Linked DNA regions of Gossypium arboreum: region 1 is linked to region 2. A link is a contact called in public Hi-C data. All regions are on one chromosome and are shown on one strand. The core of a region is the stretch at or near the end of the contact, and the rest is flanking DNA. Distances in the headings are between cores, read along the strand shown. Region 1 overlaps LOC108456877 (protein CASP). Region 2 holds the start of LOC108471242.

The links. A called contact is a pair of places that touch in the nucleus more often than the background predicts.
Region 1: a Hi-C map of leaf shows a contact between it and region 2, with 3 times the contacts expected there. The contact joins the enhancer-like site here to the promoter of LOC108471242 in region 2. A contact is called at or near these places in 3 of 5 Hi-C or Micro-C datasets (all in leaf).

The regions. Positions count from the first base shown.
Region 1 is chr9:45,772,645-45,776,504 of ASM2569848v2, forward strand. It overlaps LOC108456877 (protein CASP), which reads right to left. Exons shown (of 19, transcript XM_017755607.2): 14 at 3,683-3,790; 15 at 3,412-3,555; 16 at 3,218-3,319; 17 at 2,502-2,581; 18 at 1,734-1,826; 19 at 1,430-1,648. The coding sequence ends at 1,588. Among protein-coding and RNA genes, the nearest start is that of LOC108456877, 17 kb to the right of the region's middle. Within about 2 kb of position 1,942, at least 2 of the 2 cell types and tissues checked have an H3K27ac peak or open chromatin away from gene starts, as enhancers often do. A contact at or near this core is called in leaf, where this site is marked.
Region 2 is chr9:45,381,579-45,385,842 of ASM2569848v2, forward strand. It overlaps LOC108471242, which reads left to right and starts at 2,883. Exons shown (of 7, transcript XR_008270933.1): 1 at 2,883-3,265; 2 at 3,333-3,472; 3 at 3,597-3,794; 4 at 4,009-4,065; 5 at 4,159-4,227. It overlaps LOC108472670 (transcription factor MYBS1), which reads left to right and starts at 532. Exons shown (of 2, transcript XM_017774223.2): 1 at 532-1,283; 2 at 1,450-2,275. The coding sequence starts at 865. The coding sequence ends at 1,918.

The DNA of each region.
Region 1 (3,860 bases), core at 692-3,191, 390 kb after region 2:
TCTTCGCTATCGGGCCAACCAGGCTTCAATCTGACAGGCTTCTCCAAGTCGTGGGCCAAATGATCTCCATCTAAGTAATAGACCTCCATCGGATGCATTCGGTTCGATGGTCACGGGCTTTGAACTCTGGCCCGTGACATTAGTACCCAAACAAAAAGTGATTAATCTACTGGTATAGTACTGGCTATCTTGCTTGTGACACTAATTTAGTCAATAATTTAATTATAGTAAAGATGTTTATTAAATAATAACTTTTAAATATTCACAAATTTAATTTATAATTAACTTATTACACCAACTCAAATAAAAATATTATAATAATATAGAAACAACATCTATCATATTTGAAAGTTGAGAACTTCTAATTAGGATCAAACCAATTCATAAATATGAAAATATAAACGCTTAATGTTGCTCTCTTAGCAAAACAAGCTTGGCGATTGTTAGCTAATCTGAACTCGTTTGTTGCATGTTTGTTAAAGGCTAAATACTAATATTGTGAAAACCAAACCAGACCGGCCGGTCGAACAAAAAACCGGAAAAGTACCGGTCCGTTCAACAGAAAAAATCCTTTTGAACCGAGTATCAGGAAAAACAGGTCGAACTGGCTTTTGGAAATTTTGAACTCCCTGGGTTAGGTCAAGCTGGAAAAACGACCCAATAATAAAAAAAGTCTGGTTCTTTTCAACTATGAGACCAAAGCAGAAAAAACTAAATGAAAATAAATTTAAAATTTCGAAAACTAAAAGCTAATGTCCTAAATCTACCCGTGACCCTCACGCCCCACAGTCCCACACCCATCAGGCCGTCAGATTCTTCAGCCCCAGAATAGCAGCGTCTGCTCTGCCTCACCCACCCTCAATCTAGAAGGGTTTAAAGTTTAAATAGTAGAGTAATGAAGAAGAAACGTTAAGGAAAAAGAAAAAAATATGAAGAATTGAAAAAAAGAAAAGAAGCTAGAGTGAAGAAGCCAAAGTAATCTCATCAGAAAAGAAAAGAAAAGAAAGAACAGTGAAGGTCACCCACTTATAGTATTCACGAATAAGAAGAAAAAAATAAATCCAATATTAAAATAAGTAAAAAGTATGGTGTTACACGCCTTGAACTAGCTAATGGTTGGATTCAATGTCTACTCAGTGAAGAACGGAAATGTTTGGCTGAAGCTTTGCGACTTTGATTACCCAGACTTTTCATTTCTTCGATAGTTTTGTTTTTTCAACCTGCTGTTTTGCGTTCTCTCTTCCGAGTTTCAAGACTTTGTATTTCCCCCTAATTTATTATTATTATCAGCTGGCATTTTCCTCAAAAAGAAAAATTTTGAAATCGAATTTCCTCACCTCCATTTTTAAGACAACAATCTCAATTTTTTTAAAAGAAAAATACGTGCACTAGAATTAGAATGGCGTAAAAAATCAAGTTGAGCAAAAACTTAAGATCGAAAGACAGGGATGTATAGTATTAGCTATTTTGAACATAACATGATTGTGTTACATGTACAGTTTATTAAGTTTGTAAATTTAATTTCAATGCCATATTCTTCTCACAAGAACAAACCATAAATGAAGAAATGGCTAAGGGTAGATGTCACTAATATCCACGCGGGCGGTACAAGTTTTTCTCAACGACGGCAGTTTCCTCAGAGCCATGGCTGCATTAACAAAAAATACTTGGAGTCAGATTAATCTGAAAGGAAATCTGGCTTAGTTATATTAATGATTAGGGCACATTATCACCTGAGGTAGCTTAGAGCGGACATTCGGTATAGACAAGTAAACACTAGGATATGCAAACCAATTGTGTAGAAAAATGCAAACGTTCGAGCATACCTGCACTTACAAACCAAGTATTTCATTAGCAAATCAACAAATTTTCTAAGCAAGCAGGTATTATTGCGTCCACACGTCACGGAGAGAATTGCTCCAGACTCCCTTATACAATGGTGACCACATTAATTTAACCACGGCCCAACAAAAATGTGCTACTACTATTCTTATTTGATATATACAAGGGCTATAACACCCAAAAGAATGTAAAGGTACATGCACATAGAAATTCTGCTCATTTACAAATGCACATTTGTAGACAGGGAACGACACTCGGACCAAAGTTGACCTATAATAAGCATTTGAATGAAGTCAACGACCTTACACAATCATCCTGCCTTAAATGATACAAACCCCAGATCCAATTACCATTCGGTTTGCTGTTTGCAAAGTAAAACGAGAAAAAAAGTTGAGCCTACTAAAGACATACCCAACCTACGTGAAACCTATATTCACCCGCTTAAGAGTGACTATCCTCAAGAAAAAAAATGAAGTGGAAAGAAGACAGAGACCTAAACTCCTCACAATGCTAGACACCCCAAATCTACCAGCGTGATTGCCACCTTTACAAATGTGTATACACTCGAAAAGAAAAATGCAAGAAATGGGACAAGAGATCCTGCCAAATAAAGAATACTATACACTGTATATGCAATAGATGATGAAACAAAACCATACTTGTTTCCCAGAAGAAAACGTCCGCTGCTGAGTGTGATTCTGTCTCTGAAGCCCAGCTCCTTGTATCTTTGATCCCTCTCCTATGTAATAAATGAAACTGATTATTCTATTATGCCCAACAAACAGCATGAATAAAAATGTGACCTGAACTCGAAGATTCCATGAATGTAAATGTTAACTGGATTATTTTGATGTTCTCATATGAGTTGGCATGGATGGTAAAAAGCTGAGAGTTTGCATTTCTTGGCTGTTCAACTTTGTTCCCAACTAAAATAAGCTTTACAAGGACAATTCTTCTTCATTTATATTTGCCTGATAAAAAAATGTCTCATAGCAACGTACAAGGGTGTGTATCGACATCTTATTTTGAATCAGTCTTGATACTTGCAAAGAGAGAATATTTGAGCATTGTTCCAAAAGAAACCAGAATTATCAGATCATTCATTGCATGTATGATGGAATGTATGGCACAAATATAAAATCTGATTTATGCTTGAAGATATGTAACTAAGAAAATTAAGCTGATTTAGTTCATATAATAAAAAAAAGCCTGTGAACACCCACAGTTTCTTCTCTTCTAAAATATTGTAAATTTGTGATGAATCAAACAACAAAGGGAACTCTACATGCCTAAGTTCAAAACCAAACTAGATCGCATGATATATGTGAACCTGACAGAGCTACATATTTCATGAATGGAGCTCAAGTTTACCAACCTTTTTTGAGAATGCTGCAAAGGGATTAATATCATCCTCATATATCTTCTTGTACTTGGATTCAACATCTGAGGTGAAACCACTTTCAAGATCCTCGGCATACTGAAAGGTGATCAGATACAAGAAGACAGCTTCAAGATATGATACTATAGGCACTAACGAGAATCATGAAATGCACTAAAAGCAACAAGTACCTTCTTTGATCCTCTAGAAATTACTTTCTCCTGGTTATAATCCTGGACATAACGAATCTTTCCATAAAGTTTAACATTATCAGCTTTTGTTTTCTCCAGTTCTGTTGTTAGCTCCCCTATCTTCTCCTTTAATTGCCTTATTTCCTACAAGATATGGAACACTCAACAACGTTATTTTGCAGAAACCATAAAATTAATGCATATAATAAGAATTCCATTAAATAAAAATTGAAACAAAATGCAAGTATGTGCAGAAAGGTGGACGGCATACTTCTTCAGTTTCCCGCAAACGTGCCCTAAATCGATCACGCTGATTGCAGATCACCTTCAGCATTGAGCTTTGGTCTTGATCTGCGGAAACTTGTTTCTGATCTGTGTTCTGCTCCATAATAGGAAATGAAATAATAAATCAGAGTTCATTGTGAAAATTGAGTTACTTCACTTGCAAA
Region 2 (4,264 bases), core at 1,633-4,132:
TGGTGGTAATCTTCTAGAAAGATTCTCTGGGACCTCATCTCCCTTGATTTTGCTCCCTCTATGATTAGAGTAAAAAGGAGAGGCTATTTTGCATCTCAGTCCCTATACATTTTGAAAAATTAAATTTAACTATTCTACTTTTAATCTCTTGAATAGTCTGATTTAAAATTTTAATATAAAATTGATTGATAAACCTTTTGTTAACTTTTATTAAATTTGAATGTGCCTTTAATTTCTTTAAATCAATCATTGAATATTGAAATATCGTATATTCGAATATAGCGTAAATTTATTAATTAGATTTAAATTAAAAAAAACATAGACTAAATTTCTTGAAAAATAGAGATTAAAAAATATGTATAACTACAAATGCATTAAAAGGAAGCATTTTATGAATTCTTTTTAAATTTTATATAATTTTTCTTACCTTCTAATTAGGAACATGAAAATTTAATTTTTTTTATAGCTACAAGTATCATAATTCACTTTATTGTTTGAGACTAATTCTATTTGAGTAGTAGCATTTAGGAGAAATCTTTCCAACAGTGATAATTTCAGAATTTGAACTCAGTCCAGATACTTGAAAACAAGTCGACTCTACTCCTTTCAATAGACTATCAGTGAAGATGACAATTTATGAATTGCTTTCAAAGTGGTCCATATTAATTTCATTTTATGTTTTAGATTTTATATTTTAATTTCCCCCTAATTTATTTTATACTTCTATCCCTTATCCTACACTCTCATTTCCCATTATTTTATTTTTATTTTTCGACCCTTTCCAAATGCAACTAAGCTGTTGAACATAAGAGAACATTGAGCTTAGAAATTGAGTGACCTCTTTTGTAGGGTATTATTGGTAGTATGGCAGGAAGTGTTAGTTGGAGCAGGGAAGAAGAGAAGGCATTTGAAAACGCAATAGCAATGCATTGGATAGAGAAAGAGGAATGTGAAGAGCAATGGGAAAAGATTGCTTCAACGGTTCCTACTAAAAGTCTTGAGGAATTGAAGCTTCACTATGAATTATTAGTGGAGGATGTTACTGCAATAGAGGCTGGTCATGTCCCACTTCCTCGTTATAAAGGAGAAGAACCTTCCTCTTCTGCTAAGGATCATTTTCATGGACCTTCCATGGCTCCTAATTCTGATAGGAGATCCAATGCCGGTTACGGAAATGGGTTTTCGGGGTTAACCCTTGATTCTACCGGACATGGAGGGAAACAGAGTTCGAGGTCCGACCAAGAAAGAAGGAAAGGAATCCCATGGACTGAAGAAGAGCATAGGTATTCCCCTCTACTACTTCTTGTCTGTTTTTCTTTTTTTTTCTTAAATACTGACTTAAGTATTGGAACGTGACTCGAATTAAGACTTGAGTGCCCTAGGATTTGGGGTCTTATAGAAAATAAAGATATATGTAATGTGACAAGCAACATTACATGTGTTATTCAGGTTATTTCTACTTGGTTTAGACAAGTTTGGGAAAGGAGATTGGAGAAGCATTTCAAGGAACTTTGTGATATCGAGAACTCCGACGCAGGTGGCTAGCCATGCACAAAAGTATTTTATACGCTTAAATTCGATGAATAGAGACCGGCGGCGGTCCAGCATCCACGACATCACGAGTGTTAACAATGGGGATACATCTCATCAAGCGCCTATCACCGGCCAACAGGCTAACACAAATTCACCCGGTGCAGCGGTCATAGGGCAATCAGTGAAGCACAGGGCTCATCCGCATTTGCCGGGTTTAGGCATGTACGGAGCGCCTGTTGGGCGGCCGATTGCTGCTGCTCCAGGGCATATTGGATCTGCTGTAGGAACTCCTGTTATGCTTCCTCCTGCTCACCATCCTCATTCCCCTCCTCCTTACATTGTCCCTGTTGCTTACCCCATGGCACCACCTCCTATGCACCAATAAGTTCAAAATTCAATTAATGATTTAAAGGTAACCTAACAAGTTGTGTTTTTGTGAACATGAAAAATATGCAGAAGGAATAAAGCAGATGAGAGAACTCTTCGTTTTTTGCTGTAGTTATCCATTTTTCTGACTGCAAAAAAGGCACCTGTTATTTGACTACAAAGTCCCCTTCCCAGATGAGTCTTTTCACTAAGCGAAGCAATGAAACTGGCTTTAAAAAAATAGCCAGATGGGTTATTTTGGGCAAATAAGTGTTGTGTATGGCTTCCTCTCATGATAAAATGTAAAAACAGTCTTATTTAAAGGCTTGTATTATTCCTACGGGTTCAGTAAAGCGCTTTCAATGCTTTTGTTCTCCATAGTGACTGCAACTTTGGGAAGCTTGAACTTAGAGTAGCCCAATAGTAGTACTTCATTCGAATCTTCAAACAACAAAGTTATCGGCTTCACAACAATTCGAGGCCCATATGAACACCGCCGCCGCCATATAAAAGGTCTAGGAAGGCTTTTAGGCCCTTGGGCAAATGAAGACATAAAGCCTCTAATTTCACTCCCTTTTAATTTAGTCCCTAAACTATTATTTCTCAATTTCCTCTTTCTTTCCAATCAACCCTTAGCGTAATTTAATATGCAATACCACAAACAAATTAGCATGATAAGAGAAAAATAGCAAATGAAGGTACAATTAATATAATTAAAATGTATAGACAACATGAGAAAATCAAAATCAAATTTAAATTTAACACATCACTAAGCACATGGTTGAATAATCAAATCAAATGATTGATATTTTTTCAAATAGTTCCTGACTCGTACAATTATTAAAAATTTAAATTATTAACTTAATTGATATAAATGTTATTTCAATATAAGAGGATGTGAATTCGAAAATAAGATCGTGAAAAAAAAAAAAAACTAAAAAAGGACTATTAATATATAAAAGAAAATATTTATGAATACCAAAGACAAAAACTAGTGGCCCATGGATACATTTCTACCTTTGAATTTGACCCAGAACTCATGGGTAGCTTCAGATTTTTTTAGACCCAGAACTCATGGGTAGCTTCAGATTTTTTTATTTCCTTTTTGCAGTCACAGCCCTTCCGCTTAATTCAAACATTTTCTCTTCTTTATTCCAAAACCCACCTGGTCCTTGTAATGTTTTGCCGATTGCCGCCGCCACCCTGATATCCATCATTATTCACTCGATAATTGATGGAGACTATGATAAAGAAATATCAGCAGAAATTCAAGAAAGCAAAAGATGAAATGAGTAAATGGGACGACCTTCAATCTCGCTTAATTTCCCACTTTCGAAATGCTTCTTCCATTATTTCCAGATTACAGGTCTGTTATCCCCTTTGTTTCTCTCTTCCAAATTTTGTTTATTTATTTTAATTCCTTCAAAAAACAGTTTTTTTGTTTTGGTGATCAGATTATTCAAAACTCTAAAAACTATGCCAGTTTAAATTGTGTTGGAGGAATGGAAGCTGCAGTGATGCAAAAGCAGATGGATTCTTTGCAAACCATTTTACTTTCCATGAAAAATACAATGTAAGTGTTTAAGTCTCTGTTTCTATTTGCTTTTTGAGAATATAAATGACACTATGATTAATTCATTGAATGATTGATTGAAGCTGGCAAACAAACAAGGCTAAATCTTAGGTTTGAACTTTAGTTTTAAAAAGATTTTCAGGGAGGACTTTCGCGGTGTTGTTCTTTCCCTTGAGAAGGTTCAACATGATGGTAAACAGCTAGCAAAAGGTAGCTTTAATCAGATGAACAAGAAACAACTGCAACATAGAATTGGCGTAAAACCGACTCTTACAAATTGCATAGATGGGCTTGTACTTCTCCATGAAATCTATCACGACGAGTAATTAACTGTTTCCTCTTTCAAAAATTTCCCGAGAATGTATTCTTTTCAATATGCTGCAAGTAGGAATGTGTTTGGACCTATTTATGTTTCCCTAGATTTTTCATGATTGCACTTTTCACTGTCTGTGGTTTGAACAACTTGCTTTGATTGGCTTTTGGTCAAACTCTGAGGTAGCAAGATTCTAAATGACTGATTGTTTTGTATTTGCTAGGTACCTTCTTAAATCATCATTGGTTTCTGCACTTTCAGCTCTTGCCTTGAAACCCAAGTAAGGAGAACTCATTATTTTGCTTTTGCAATTAAAAAATGTCAATAAAACTGACCTATTGTTGTATTTTATTTTATTTTTTTCTTGCTAAAGGCTCCATATGGGTTCAACTGCAGCCCTGTAAGGTGCAAGGGCACCTTGCCAAAGCATTTGGGTGATAAGGTGGGTATGGTGAACTCATTCCCACTGTGTTGCACCC